Linked DNA regions of Mus musculus: region 2 is linked to region 1. A link is a contact called in public HiChIP or PLAC-seq data. All regions are on one chromosome and are shown on one strand. Each heading gives the region's core, a stretch centred on a gene start, on an enhancer-like site or on the middle of the called end of the contact. The rest is flanking DNA. Distances are from core to core; before and after follow the strand shown. Region 1 has its middle 13 kb from the start of Gm32403. Region 2 has its middle 79 kb from the start of Gm38811.

The links. HiChIP or PLAC-seq counts read pairs in DNA pulled down with a chosen protein or histone mark.
Region 2: a contact with region 1 is called in an H3K27ac HiChIP or PLAC-seq map of extraembryonic endoderm stem cells, with 4 times the contacts expected there. The contact joins two enhancer-like sites. A contact is called at or near these places in 4 of 39 promoter capture datasets (cranial neural crest, embryonic stem cells, maxillary cranial neural crest and 1 more), 4 of 115 datasets of contacts at active chromatin or transcription factors (embryonic stem cells, extraembryonic endoderm stem cells, stem cell-derived neural progenitor cells and 1 more) and 1 of 9 other capture datasets (embryonic stem cells).

What each region holds. Positions count from the first base shown.
Region 1 is chr6:51,190,781-51,198,363 of GRCm38.p6, reverse strand. No RefSeq gene overlaps it. Among named protein-coding and RNA genes, the nearest start is that of Gm32403, 13 kb to the left of the region's middle. Within about 2 kb of position 4,778, at least 13 of the 459 cell types and tissues checked have an H3K27ac peak or open chromatin away from gene starts, as enhancers often do. A contact at or near this core is called in extraembryonic endoderm stem cells, where this site is marked.
Region 2 is chr6:51,628,893-51,636,475 of GRCm38.p6, reverse strand. No RefSeq gene overlaps it. Among named protein-coding and RNA genes, the nearest start is that of Gm38811, 79 kb to the left of the region's middle. Within about 2 kb of position 3,060, at least 27 of the 459 cell types and tissues checked have an H3K27ac peak or open chromatin away from gene starts, as enhancers often do. A contact at or near this core is called in extraembryonic endoderm stem cells, where this site is marked.

The DNA.
Region 1 (7,583 bases), core at 3,529-6,028:
AGCTAGCGATCCAAGAAATTAAAAGTCTCCTCAGTATTATATGCAGAGAACTTTCAATCCTATGCAGCCGCTTCCCTTTCTAGGAAAAAAAAATGTTTTCACTTACTTTGGGAGAATTCTGTTTTTTGTGAGGACCTCTTTGAAAAGGCAGAGTCTGTTAAAGTTTTAGTATATTAAACAGCTGATACAAATCAGCTTTTCTCTTAAAATATGTAAGTGCTGTATCTATGTACATACTGTAGCTACATAATACTGAATCTGTGTGTTACTGAATCTATGTATGACCTGTACCTATGACCTCTTTTACTTGGTACTCCGCTTATATAGCTATGACTAAATGTCCATAGCTGGCAAAATCTTGATACGTCCTTGGGTCAAAACAACAGCAGATTGTGCAGTCCACGTGATTTAAATTTAGCCGTTTGGTCAGAAGCTGTCCCTTTCCTGTGTGCCACTCACAGATTCTGAAAGCCTTGGCCATGACTTTGCCTCTGAGCCCTGCAGTGAAGAAAATGGAAGCCTAAGGTTGTGTTTGCAAAGTGTTATGGGCCCTGGTGATTTGGTTTGAAAATGTGTCTCCATGAAACACGGTGCCTGCTGAGCTGTGACACCGGGGTGCCACTCATTAGAGCTGGCTCCCGAGAGGACTTCGTGTAAGTCCTGAGAGCCAGGCACTGACCAGTCATAAGGGGAAAAGATAACATGGCTCAAGGACTGACAGCTGACCGTAGAAGGATTGGTGGATTGCCTTTATAATGGTGTTGACAGACGGGACTCGAGACTGTTTTATAGGCTATCGAGTGAGTTCTATTAGACCCCTCCCATGCAGCGGCTATGTTTTCGTCACATGATCTGACCTGTGGTTTATCCAGAACGCAGTATTAATAAGCTAGGTGGTAAGGACATTTGCTTAACTGGGTATGCACTGGTATAGTAAACTTGTTATAAAACCAAGCCAATAAGGGCTTCTGTTGTTCCTGCTGGTTCCTGGAGACGGTAGGCAAGCAATCAACGTGTTCCTGCCAAGCCTTATCCATCCAGGTTTGTAAATGTTCTTTATTCCTCTCGGGAAAATGATTTTAGTCTTAGGAAGGAAACACATGGCTTTCTTCTTACAGCTCACCCTTCTTGCCAACTGCCTTTATTTCCCCTGGCCTGGCACTAATGAAAGGAGACTTTGATGAGCTGTGAGTGGTCACTCCAGTGGAGGGGAGACCGAGAGACTCCGCTGTTATGTTACGGTGCTCCTTTGAGGATACTTCTGCCTTATCTCTAAACACACATCTTAGAAAGTCATCACTGACTGTGGGTGACAGAAAGACCCATGGGCCCTGGGTTACCTGCCACAATGGTTTTCTGCAAGTTGAGTTCCTCAGGAAATCAACGTTGGGAAAGTCAAAACAGCCCCATATCCAGCCCACTTCTGTCTCTTCCAATCCCCGCTGGGCTCAGTATACTTTAAAGCAAATTTCTGCTTTTTTGTTTAAATGTGCTTTTTTTTTCTATAAGGTGTTAGCAATCTGTCTTATGTTCTCCCACCCCTGCTGGGATTTATGATCCAGTTCGTATTTTACTACACCGTCTTGGCAGGTTACCCTACTTGAAATTCAAACCCAAGCAACTTGATGGGGGGAACACACATAAAAATATTAATTTGGTGGATATTAAAAAAAATCACGCTGGTTATAAATCAGGAGCTGTCCACTGGTTCCTTTCATCATCTAAATGGTCCTTCTAACCAGACTACAAATCTTCTTGGGGAGGAGGGGGGCTTAGAAGGTTGGGGGTTCCCTTCCTGAAGTTTTGGAGACAGCTTACATCCAACACTTCCTCAAACCTGGTTTTGTTTTCCAAAGGTAATAAAAAAGCCAGTAGTTCTGGTATAGGCAGGCTAATTAGCCAGCCTCACAAAACACACTCAGGGCTTAAAAGAAAAGTTGGCTTGGTCTAAAAGAAGTCAAGTTGTAGACTTTCTAAATGGTGATTGGAATGGGGGCTAGGAAACTTGGAATGAGTGTCACTCCTTTTGAAGGCACAGTGACGGGACTGAGCGACCCACTCTGCTACGATGATGATGGATTGGTGAATCAGGATTAAGGTATCAGAAGCAGTATGTCCCAGTAGGTGTGTACCTGAGGCAGAGCTGAGCCGGGAGGCATTCTCATAGCTCCTGCCAGCCTTCACGTGTGTGATAACACCCATGACTATACAAATACAGCAGAGGCCGGGTGGGGGTGGTTCCACTCCTGTGAAGTAAACTTATAAAGTAGCCAAAGATCCTATGGCCCAAAATACTATTTTAATAGATTCCTCCGTTTCCATCTCAGAACTGATCTTCACAATTAAACGGCTCCTGATTGGTGCTTTAAAATTTCATGAAAACTCCGGGAATCGGTTTTTAACAACTGTGGCTGGTTAGAAAGCTAAAGCTGTCCTTATCACAAATATCTGGACAGGCAGGCAGGCAGGCAGGCAGGCAGGCAGGCAGACAGACAGACAGACAGACAGACAGACAGATAGACACAGACACAGTTTGTAGCTGCGAGGGAACAGGACATTGAGGATAAAAAGAAAATCTACTATCTAAGAAATGATAACCAGTTTTCTATAAAAACCAAAGCAAGGTGCCGATGCTAGCTTGCCAGCAGCAGAGATACTAGCCAGTGCTGTGGTGATTCTTTTTCTTTAGAGGAAAAATATTGCTAATAATCGGCTCATATTACTTTTTTTTCCCTTACCATCTTCAGAGGCAGCAATGAAGGGAGGCCTCATTTCTGCCTGAAGAACATAATGACAAAAGTGATTTCATCTTTAACGGATTGTCCTACCAGGTTACTGTGCAATCTCATCCTGACAATGCCCTCGACTTGAAAAATGATGCTCGCGCCTCGAAGAAATGGAAGTTGAGGAAGGGTGCGGGTAGTCGGCGCTTCACTCTAAAGCAATTATGGGCTCTTCACGAGTCTCAGACAAGAATTGATTTTTAATTTTAGATGATTAAGCTGTGGGTGCAAGGGAGTTAGGATACGTGACCTTCCTTTGACCTTGAAGATTGGACTCTTCTCATACCAATTCAATAAGGAAAAGGAGAACTGTCTACGGCAAAGTTCTGTCTTACTGTTCCCAAAGGCACCGCCTGTCCTTTCTCTTACCCAAACCTTCCTGTTTAGAAAGATGGACAAATAAGTAGGATCGTATGTGGGGTGCCAGGTGTGAGCATAGATATATCTGAAGCAGTCGCAATGTGGTGACATGAGGAAACCTTCTCAAGGCACTGGATGATGCAAGCCCAGGTCCACTGGTGCCACCACTGCTGAGCTCTCTCTACTGCTCTTGTAGAATGTATCCTTATGCATGGACAAATAAATAGGATTATATGTGGGGTGTTGGATGCGACCAGAAATATATCTGAAGTAATGGAGGCCACAGGAGGGCATCAGATCCCCTGGAACTAGAGTTACAGATGGTTGTGAGCTACCATGTGGGTGCTGGGACATGATCCCTGGATTCTCTGCAAGAGCAGGCAGTGTTCTTATTCTCTGAGCCATCTCCTTAGCCCCTAAATACTGATTTTAATAGCCTCAGGTAAAACTTGAGAGGTCCTCTGGTGAGAGTCAGGGGGAACCTGCCTTTACCCCAGACCTCCGTTTCAAACTCTTTCAGTGGGCCAGGCCTCTGTCCAGATTGAGCCATCTTCCAATATCAAATGTGCATGCTGTCTATAATGTGGGCTTTGGACTCTCCTAGATTCTTCCCGCCCGACCCTGGACTTTGTCTGAGGCTGCCATCTTCTTGTTCATTCCTGTCTTCCTCCACAGGGAGTCCTTTTGTTCTTTCAGGACTCAGCACAACTTGAACGAGGGCCTTGTGCAAGTTAGGGAAACACTCTACCACTGAGCCTTATCCACAGCTGCCTTTTTACTTTGCGAAAATTTGAGGCAGGTCTTACTGTTCCCTGGGCTAGCCTTGGATCTGTTCTATAGAGCAGGAAGGCCTTGAACTTTCCATCCCCCTGCCTCAGTCTCCCAAGCAGCTGGGATTACTGGCTTGTGCCATACAGCCTGGTTTTCAGAGTCTTTCTAGAAAGTGTCCTCCTGTCTGTCAGATACTTAGCTCCAGCTACTGCTTGCCCTGCTATCTGCTGACTCTGTGCTTTGGAACTTGGTGGCCATGTGTTCCCCTCACTTAGGTTTCTCTCCTAGCTTAGTTTGGGTGTGTTTCTAGGTGGAGGTTTATATCCTCTGTCTCAGACTCACTTTTTGCAGGATGGTAGCACACACAGGATTATTGCATCGATGACACAAGATGGACACAAAGCCTGGTCCATAGCATGTGCTTCACAAACATCCAAAGCCTCTACCTGGCAAGGACTGTCATGCTCCTGCAGCGCCTTCCTTTCCATCCAGTGTGGAAAGATTTTAGAGTATGTTCAATAATTATTGAAAGCCTAAGTCATTAGTGTGTCCCACCGTCTAATCAGCAGGTCACACTTTCCCTTGATTTTTCAGGGAAGAATGATCAACCCCCCACCCGACCCCCACCCCACCCCCACCCCGGGCAAGGATGACTTGATCGGAAATGGATTCACCCTGAGAAGCAAACGCCTGAGCGAGAACTGATGGGAACCTGGCTGCTGATGGCGGAGCCCGCACCCACTCAAATCCCAAACGCTAGAATGAGGAACTTGGGAATGGCATCACAAACTTCCCAGATGCCCACAGAACCGCAGACCTCTAAAGTGGGCGTGGTCAGCAGTTCAGAGAGTCCTGAGATAACACAGGGATGGGCGTGGTCAGCAGTTCAGAGAGCACCGGGATAACTCAGGGATGGGCCACAATGGCGCAGCCACTCTTCCTTCAGACTCTTGAACAGCCTGATCTTTTACAAAGAATGGTGACTTCACTGTCCGGACTCCAGAGAGAGAGAGGTTGCTGGGCTGAGAGCGGGAGCCCCTTCCTGGTTGATACCTGAAGTGCTTTGGAAGCAAAACCTTAGAGAGTGACGTCCCTGGCGAGACAGAAGCACTGAACCTTTGTTATGGAACAATGCATGTGCATACATAAATGCTATAAAATTAGCGTAGACAGCTGGCAAATCATTAATTAACAGCAGCAAGGGTCTTCAGATAACACTCCGGGGAGGCTGCAGGAGGAAGAAGCCCTGAGCCCAGGTTCAGTTTTACCCACGATCTGAATTCGTCCTCATAAGAAAGAAGGTGAAGTGGAGGGAAATAAGACGCCAGAGCATCTATTGCTTTCCCTCCTCACTGGCTCCGGAGGGAGCAAACAGGGAAGCCATCACACTGCCCGGCTGTCTGCCAGCCGTACCCCCAAACCAGACGCCAAATGAGCACTGGGCATACAAGGCTGTGCCCAGGACAGGATAATTGTACCATAAATATAATTAAAGTCAGCAGGAAGACCATTAAGGAGAAAACCAAACTTTAAAAAAAAATTAGTACTAGTGAGGAAAATATCATACATTCTTTTTATTCCACTCTTAATTTTGTTTACATGATTCATACAGTTTGCAAGCGCATCCCCAGAGAACATTAGGATGGCACTGCATGCATAAACATTCATATATAACATGCAAATTAGAAACAATCTCAGGATTTATATAGAAATTACAGCCACTTCTAGCAAATTAATTCAATGACCGAAAAAGGCTTACTGTCTCTGTTCAAATCAAGAGGGGAAAATATTGGGCAAAGCAGATTTATTTATTCAGGAGGCCTGCGCCTTTTCCGGGGCTGATGTCCCTTTAGCCTGGAGATTTCCATTTTTTTTATTGGATATGTATTGGTGATTGAATTTCCTTTGAATTCAGGAGCAGTCAATGGGGGCCATAATGGGCTGTTTTAAGTGATAGCGTTACTAATATCATCATAAAGCTGATTAGGCTGGAAGAGGTTTCTGTGGAGACATGGCAGAAAGGAGGAGGTTGCTTGAGTTAAAATATTCAAGATATTGAGTCAGGCGGCCCCATGAGTGCAAATTTAACAGTTTATAGACGAAGAAACTGAGCTCCAGAGAAGATGTGGCCTGACCGAGAAAATAAAGAAGATGATTTACAAAATCAGACCGGAGCCTGGGTCTGCTCTCCAAAGCACTTCATGGGCACACTGCTGTTTTTGAGTAGATGGGGCAGGTGACATTTGAATACATTTTCATGGAAGATTTTTCTCCACATCATTTGCTGGCGATGCTTCCTCCGGGGACTCAGATAGATGGGCTGTCAGAATGCCACCTTTACCTTCAGTGTCGCCATGTCTTTCTCAATGTGGCTTTCCAGTCCTCCTTTGGGGAGAGAGCTGTATGCCTTACATTAGCCCCCAAAACACAGTGATGGCGGCTGAGCTTGCTTCTTGGTGTTTTTCTCTTGCTAGCTATGGGAACAGACTCCAGCTGGCCTGCAGGAGAGATAAGAGAGCAAATATTTGGAACAAACTTATATCAAAAATTATTTCTTGCTGATCTGAAACTAGCAGAGAGTCCTTAATTTCACCTGAAAGTCAACACATGGCGGAGATCCCAGATTCCACCACTCAGTATTAGTTGGTCGGCCACAAAACCATCGCAGGGCCCAGCCAAGAGCAGCAGATCTGTGCCTAGACCATGACTGCAGACAGACGTATGAATGAGCACAATGAAGGGCAGGGGGATGGGTAAGTATAGAGCTCTTGCCTAGCGCATAGGCTCTAGCTCTTGGGGCACACGAACACTAAGTTAGACTGGTGTTTCAGTAAACACACAATAACACTCGTATCCAGAAGCTGAGGCAGAAGGATTATGCATTTGCTACCAGCCTGAGCCACATAGTGAAAACCTATCTTAAACAAACAAACAAACAAACAAAAGCAAAAGATTTAGATAGGCACTCAGTGGAGGCCATCAGAAATGCTCTTAGACTCATGAGCAAAGATAAACATTTACTGACACATGATGCATAGCTTGTGTGTTTCTTTGTTACAAGCTGTTTGTTTTGTTTTGCTTTACTGTTGTAGATGACCAGGAACTCTCTATGCAGAACAGGCTGGCCTCCTGTTCATAGATGTCTGCCTGCCTCTGCCCGCTGAGCGATGGGACTAAAGGCATACACCACAGGGAAGGTTGCTAAGTAGTGTTTTGACAGTGGCTACCATAAAGATTTTCAACTTAAAAAGAGCCCGTCCCTCCCACAGGCCGACTGGCGCTTCTTCCCGTAGCTAGCAAGAGAAAGTGACGCAGGCTCAGACTCCCATCACTGTGTTGTCCTGGCCAAAGTCAGCCACACTGCTGGGCTCAATTTGAGAACCAGAAAGCCACATCTTGAGAAAGGGAATCAGATTGGTTTTCAGATGAGAGTCATCTGATCGTCGTGATATTACTGTCTATGTACTTGCTCTATGCAGAAAAGAGAGAGGAATGGATGCCTTATATGCATTTAAGGTCTTGCCCTTGTTCTCATCCTCTGTTTAAATGGTCAGTCTGAGGTTATATCTATTAGAGAAGACAGTGGTAGAGGAAGCAATGGCTCTTTGGCTCTCCCACGGCTCTGCACTGTGGCTTTGGTGCTGTCTTTGGGTCTCAGGAGGCCCTGTG
Region 2 (7,583 bases), core at 1,811-4,310, 440 kb before region 1:
ACAGGCCAGCTGCCATGTCACCATAGCAAGTCAAGCCAAGGAGGAGAACCGAAAACCACAGGACCCTGGCTAGCACAACCGGGGGTGCAACGTCCTCAAGTCGGCTGCCTTCCTTCCGACTTGTTATTACAGTAACAATGAAACAGCTTCCTCTGCGCTACCGCAGGAGCAGAGCCCCAGACAACATCCTCATTTTCAATAACTCTCTCCCTTTATCTCACTCTGCCTGATGCCTAATAAGCTGATTGCTATTTACTTTGGACCAACAGCTAATCTGTTAATGATTGATTTTAAATTTTTACAGTCATTTGTCTCCCGGCAGGACCTGGGACTGCAAAAGGCAGTCCTTTCCTACCTGATGAATTGGCTTTTTCTTTAGGGGAGAAACCAGAAAGAAAAAAAAAGAAAGAAAGAAAGAAAGATTTAAGTCAAAAGTCTTCATAGTTACTTTCTGCTGACGAGTGGTTGACACCTAAGTGAGAAATTTCAGTGCAGAGGCCAAAGCTCTTCCCAGGAAGGTCGGCTGCCTTGAAACTGTCAGCAAACAATGCAAGCAGGCATTTTGCTAATGGTGCCACGGGGTAAAGACCCTCTTCAATATGAAGTAAATTGTAATTGTACTATAAATTTAAAGAGTCTGAAGTTCTTAATTAACAAAATTGATACTCATTGCCTGGCTGGAATGGACAAGCTAAACCAAAGCCATTACAGTCCCTTAAAACAATCTAAACTGCGCACCACACAATATGGATTTCGTAGAAAACATGCAGGAATATGCAGAAGAGCGGCTTTGGCTTTCCAAATGTGAGATGACTGTGATTCAAACACTGCTTCTAACACTGGGGCCGTGGACCACTACTGTGCTCTGAAAGGGGGGGTCAAACACCTCACGTTAGTGATCCACTGCTTCCCTCAAGTTAAGCTCTCCTCTGAGACACCCATCTCTCTCTAACTTTGCAAATGAGAATGATATCCCCCACCCCAGGCCAGTATCTCCATCAAATATTAAAATGCACCCCAAGACCTCTCATCTCAAAATGGAATTAAGTATCCCTGAAAAAATGGGGGTGATTTAAAATGTGAACCAGCACACTGACAAAATGAAGAGGAGGGACGTCGGGGAAAGTAGGGTTCCGATGTCTGGCAGTGGCGGCAGATCTTCCTAGAGAGCCAGTGTCATGCATGAATAGTCAGGACACTTTACAGAACCTCTAAAAGGAAAGGCTAACCTGTTTGAAGGATAAAAGCCTGAGCTTATTAATATTTCAGATCCCACAAGACACAGAGGCTCCATCTGCCGTCGTCACCAGTACCTGAGGAAGGATGAGGGGCACAGTGGTGGGGGTGGGGGGGGAACCATCGCCTCCCCTGATCTGCTGACCTTCTAGAGAGGTAGATACCTGGTGACAGCAAGTGCCTATCTCAGCAGACACACTAGGAGCAGGAGAAAGTGTTAACTACACCCAGGTAGACAGTGATGAATTGACACACTGGAAAATCGAACGCTTCAGTAATCGGCCTAAGGATCTGATAGCAACAACATTTTTCAGTTTTGTCCAAATCCATTGAAAGGCGTACTTTAGCAAGTTCACTTCCCATTGGTGAGACCTTTCATCTTTGCGCTGCTTTCCTGATTGGATTCAGTGTCACCTGCACTTTGGGTGGCTGTGTGCACCAGCGGCTGACAGTTTGCTTGTGAGCAAAGGCAGAGGCAGAGGCAGAGGAGCACAAGTATAAATCGGCTTTACTCCATCATTAATTAAAAAACGATTAAATATCTATCAACATGGTTATTTAAGAAGAATTATGAAAGCGCTGCTATATAAAAAAAAAAAAAAACCACACACGCGTCAGGTACCGAGCCCACGGCACTGCGAACCGGAGATGCTGAAATATGTGCCTCTGGTTTGCAGGAAGAAGCTCCTATAACTATAATTCTAATTACAGAACTCTAATTAATGTCAACAAGGCTCCCGATAACTTCATTAAATCTTTGGAATATTTGTATCATCTGAAGACAATCTCTATCCATTAGGATGAAGAAATCCTTTAAAATAACTTTTTCTAAATGCTGCTGCTGTGTTTTTCTTCTTAGGAGACACAAGTCATAAAACTTACTCTAACATTTACTTCATCTCCAGATCAGTATTGCAGAAATTCTCCAACTCAAAATAAAACCCTTCTATCCCCCTCCCCCCAACCCCTGCCCCTGCCCCGCCCCAGAACAGATGTAACATGGGTGTCAACTACTGTCACTCTCTCCCTTAAATAAAAACTGGCTCCAGCTCGGGCCCACATCCTGTGGGAAGGCCAGCATCCTGCCCCTAGATGTCTGAGAATGACTGAGAGTTAATGTTCTCAGGGTCTCTCTCTCTCTCTCTCTCTCTCTCCCTCTCTCTCTCTCTCTCTCTCTCCAATGGCTCCTTGCAGTTAGATTCTTGATCACACTTGTCTCTGGTCTCTTGTGGCTGAGTAAGACTCTAGACCTTGTACACAACCCTTTTCACTTTATTTCTGACCCCAAAAGTCTCCAAGTGTCCGTCCGTGGGAAGACGACCTTCCATTTCCTGTCTCTTGCCATCTTGCTTTCTCCCTGATTCCATCCTCCTCCCACCCCCACCCCCAGTTCTTTCTCCTCCGTCCTTCTGTCCTTCCGATTCCACAGTCCTGAAAACTTCTTCCTCAGAGCAGTTTGCTATCTCTTCATCCAGCCCCAGCCTGTCCAGGCAGTCTGTGAGGGCTTTATCTCTACAACCAAATGCCTCTGTTAAGGTGGCCGAGAGTCTCCTCCCTGAGAGGAATTCCAGGCCAGCTCTTAAAACAATAACACTTTTCTCCAGGCTGTCCATACACTGTGAGAACATCTGGCTCATTTCTAAAAGGTTCAGGAAAAGGAAACACAAAGACAGCTAAATTCATGATAAGCACTGTAGGAAAGCATTGAAGGTGTGCCACAGACAGGAGCATAAAATCAGTATTTGGGGGGAGGGAGGGCTGTAACTTGAAGGTGGGGCCTCTTATTTCAAACTCATCCTTCGAAGGCTCAAAGGACTAGTTTGTAAAACAACCAGAGAGCTGTGTTAAACTGATAATGATCCTGCATCCAGATAACTTTCTCTGCCTTGAGGCTCCTGGGAGATTCTTAAATGGGGGTATGTGAGAGAGACTGGCTGATTTCTCACTGCAAACTAAGCCAGAACCTAAGAGGAGACAATGCAACCCCAAAGCTTAGAAAGATACAGAGAATTCCAGAGACAGGCGAAAGGTCAATTGTTTTCCCTACCCTCTCAGAATGGAGGAGACCAAGTGTCTCTCGGCTCCACACAGAGCCCAGGCCCCTGGTAACTATAAGGATGATAAAGCAGGGTGTAGCTCACATGCCCGTGGTAGGCCACCAGCCTTAGCAAAGTGGCAAAGCCCCAGAACCATGAATGTAGAGAGTGTTTCCATTCATTGCCCAAGTCAGACACATCCTGACCTCTAGCAGGACAATTCATGAAACCAGGCAATGCATTTCTTCTGCCTATTGTGGCAAAGTACTAACAGTTTCTAAACAAATGACATTAGTTAAGTCAACTAAATTTGAGCCTAAATAAAAACACTCATGTTAGCTCAGAGCTGGAGACATATATTCAATCTACTATACTTAACTCAGTGGTAAACAGGTTAAAATGCCTATCCAAATACTCGTAATCAAATCATTGCAAACTTCTTGAGTGAGGAGTTGAGCAGTCTGTTGATAACAACATCTATTAAAATATTGAGGCTCATCAAACATTTACTCCTGCTGTACCGAGGCTGCCTGGAGACATGAGAGGCTGTGCACTAGGGTAAGTGTCACATTTCAAGAGACATGGAAAGAAAGTGACTTCTTAGACGGTTATACCTGGTTAGAAATGTGTTCTTTGAATCCGACTACATGTGATTCATTCGATGCAAGCAGGGCATGCATGCTTCCTCTAGTGTTGTCGCCAACCTGAGTGTCCTGAGGTCTGAGGACTCCAGAAAACCTCACAGATTCAAACTAGCTGCACAGAGGGTGGTGGCTGAATTAAAGGGTTTGCATCGCCAAGTATTTTAGGACATACCACTTTGGATGATTCTACATCTGGACGGTACCTTCATCTGCGGGTCATTAATGTGTCAACTATAGGTTCCAGGCTCCTGTTTAGATAATATGGTAAATATTATTTGTAGATGGTTATTTCAGGTGTCAGAGTATTAAATCAACACATTCTTTACACTCCTACCTGGGGAGTCACCTCTTTTACATATAATTTCTCTCTTTAAGTAGGTCAACACCACCCTGACCAAATGAACTAGGACATGCTCAGAAGTAACCAAGGACGCATCCATGAGGTCATACTACAACTCTCATGGTGAATCTGAATCTCTAACCTAATCCAGGCGACACTGTAACAGCGCCCAGTATGACTTACCTGACCTTGCACTGAGACACACTGTATGACTTAACTAATCCTGCACTAAGGCGTCTCCTTTGACACAATCGGTTGGCAGCAATGCACGTTAGTGCAAGCAGCTGAGTAGAGTACAACCTCCCAAGCTGCCTCGAAATGAAAGTCTCTCATTATCACTGGCCATTAATGTATACTGGACAAATCAATGCACACTGTCACATTTCCTCCTGTCCTTTTTACACGGTTTCAGTTCTAAGCAACAGAGAACCCTGACCCCACTTGCCGCCCAATGAGAACATCTCTGCTTCCACAGAACTAGAACTTAGCACTCCGTGTCAGTAGCCCTTTGCTTGCATAGGACGGACATCTCCTATGTTGTGACCTTGTACAGTTTATTTTTGCCTCATCGCTTTCTTCCTGTTCCTCAATGCTCCTACAAGGAGGTGCAGGCAGCCGTCTTCACTGCCCTTGCAGTGAGTGGCCTTTTGGGAAAAAAGGTCTGAGTTACCCTTCCCATACACGACTCAGGGTTGATTCTGACAGGTTCAAGCTGGTGGCTGACTTAGACATGGGCAAGTGAGCAGAAGTCAGCTGGCAGAGCTCAATAGGCTTTCCCACCATGGAAGAGACTCAAGACAGGAGGGAGAGGGATTTTCTCTGTGTCCCAATGGCTCTCACTTTGTGATGTCTGGAACCTCAGCATCTGTTTATGGCAATGGGGGACACCTAACCAGGGCAGACAGATGAGAAGGAAGGTCGGTATTGAGCTATCCACGTAACTCATCACAAAACTGTATTTCCAAACTTCTACTTCTATGATGTGTCTCACTGCGGATCAGATCTGCATGTGTGGATCTGCGAGGCAGCAGGACTTCACTTTTATTTGTATCTGTGAATTCATTAGCCATTGTCGCTTATGTGGTTATAGAGCTTGGACACAGAACAATGAATAAAATAGGCAGGTCCCTGCAATAGAGACTGTGTTCTAGTAAATGCTGCCCGTGCATTTGTGCATTAGCCTTCTTCACTTAGTGCACCAAAGCAGGAGAAAGAAGAAACCCAAAGCTGATAGAGCGAGAGCTATGTAGCATTAACATCTACTATATGTGAGAAGCCCTCTTTCCTCCTCCTCTGTCTCTGTCTCACTGTCTGTCTCTGTCTCTGTCTGTCTGTCTGTCTGTCTGTCTGTCTCTCTCTCTCTCTCTTCTCAGAGTTACCCTGGCTGTACCAGAACTCACTCTGTAGACCAGGCAGGCTTCCAACTCACATAGATCCACCTGCCTCTGCCTCCCCAGTGCTAGGATTAATGGCTCATGCCACCATGCCACATGCCACCATGCCAGGCTTGAGAACACTTCTCAAAGGCTATCTTATCCTGTCACCACGATCACACAGGTTTCTGACAAGGTCCCCATTTTACACTGAGACTCAAAGGGCATTGATGGTACCATCAGGTCAGAGCCCAGACTGTCACCATCTCTCTCAACTCTGATCCATCAAGGCAGCAGCACAGGAAATATGCTCAGCAGGATCAGAGCAAAGCAAGTCGCACAGCTCCCAGCACACCAGATATGGACCTGTCACAGACACCCATCTCTTACCTCATCTCAGGCCACTGTGTGCACATGATGATTGTAAACAGGACAAGACAGTAAAACCCAGGACAATCCAAAGGGATGGGCTCTGGCAAGGGTGAGATAAACACTCAGAGCTTTTGATAAGCTGAAGGCAGGGAAGGAAAGAGCAAGGCTCAGTGAAGGGTGAGTGATTTCCTGGCCTGTCAAGTCTGGTCCAAGTTGCTCTGAAAAGGATGGGGGTCCTGACTTCCCTAAAAGACAAACGCAAATAGCTTCTAGACTACAGATAGGCTGATTTTAAAAGAAAGAAAAAAAGCTGTTATTTCACTTGAGAGCTGTGAAGTTTGCAGCTATAACAAGCAAAGGAAAGCTTCTAGAATCTTCAGCTGGATTCTTAATACATAACAGGGCCTGCACTAAGTGCCTTACCTGTAGCATTGTGGCACAGAGATAATTCTATGATTACTCCCATGTTTTCATGTGTGGAGTCAAGGAACAGAGTTTTCTAAAAATTACAGCAGATGTCTCAGAATACACACGAGGCTGAGGGAGGCGGAGTTTCAGCTTACAGGACTTTCTGTTCCTCCCTCTGAGTTAGAGGAGTGTCACTGCCCTGAGCTTTGCATTCTCCACTCTCAATAGGAGTGAGCGTCACAGCCTGCCCTCAGGAGGAATAGTTTGCCTGTCTATCTGTTTGGTCCATTTCCCATGGCATAATGCAGAGTCCTAATATGCTCACCACAGAAGACTCATAACCCAACCTTTTTTATATCCTACAAGCCCACCTCTGACCACTTCTTAATATAACAAAGGCCAGTGAGTACAAAGGACTCTTTATTGATTGATCAAGAACCAGTTGAGGGCAAGGACCTTCCACGTCAGTAAACAGATTCCCGATTAAATCAAAACATCAGAAGCACCCTCCACACAGGAGTTTTGTACATGAAAATCCCAGCAGCACGTCTTGGTGCTGGTCAGCTGGGAAACTCCAGGGAGTGGTCCTCACCAAAGTCCATCTCCTGGTCAGTATTTTATATTTAATAAAGCCTGCTTTAAGCTATACTACTCCTGGTAATATACTCAAAAGATGCACCACCATCCCACAAAGGCACTTGCTTAACCATGCTCATAGCAACTTTATTTGTGATAGCCAGAAACTGGAAACAACCTAGATGCCCCTCAGTTGAAGAATGGATAAATTAAGAAAATGTGGTACATCTACACAATGGAATGCTATTCAGCTATTTTTTAAAAAAAATAGACATCATAAATTTTGCAGACAAGTGGATGGATCTTGAGAATATCATCTGGAATGAGGTAACTCAGTCCCAAAAGGACATTCATGGTATGTACTTACTTATAAATGGATGTTAGCTATAAAATACAGGATACCCATGCTATACTCCACAGACCCAAAGAAGCTAAACAAGAAGGAAGGCCCTAACTAGGAAGCTTGACTCTCGAATAGAAGGGGGAATAAAATAGTCATAAAAGGCAGAGGGAAGGAAGGAACTAGGTGGGAGAGGAGGAAGGGGAGGGGAATGGGGGGGTTCAGGATCAGGTGTGGGGAGAGACAGGTGAGATGGAC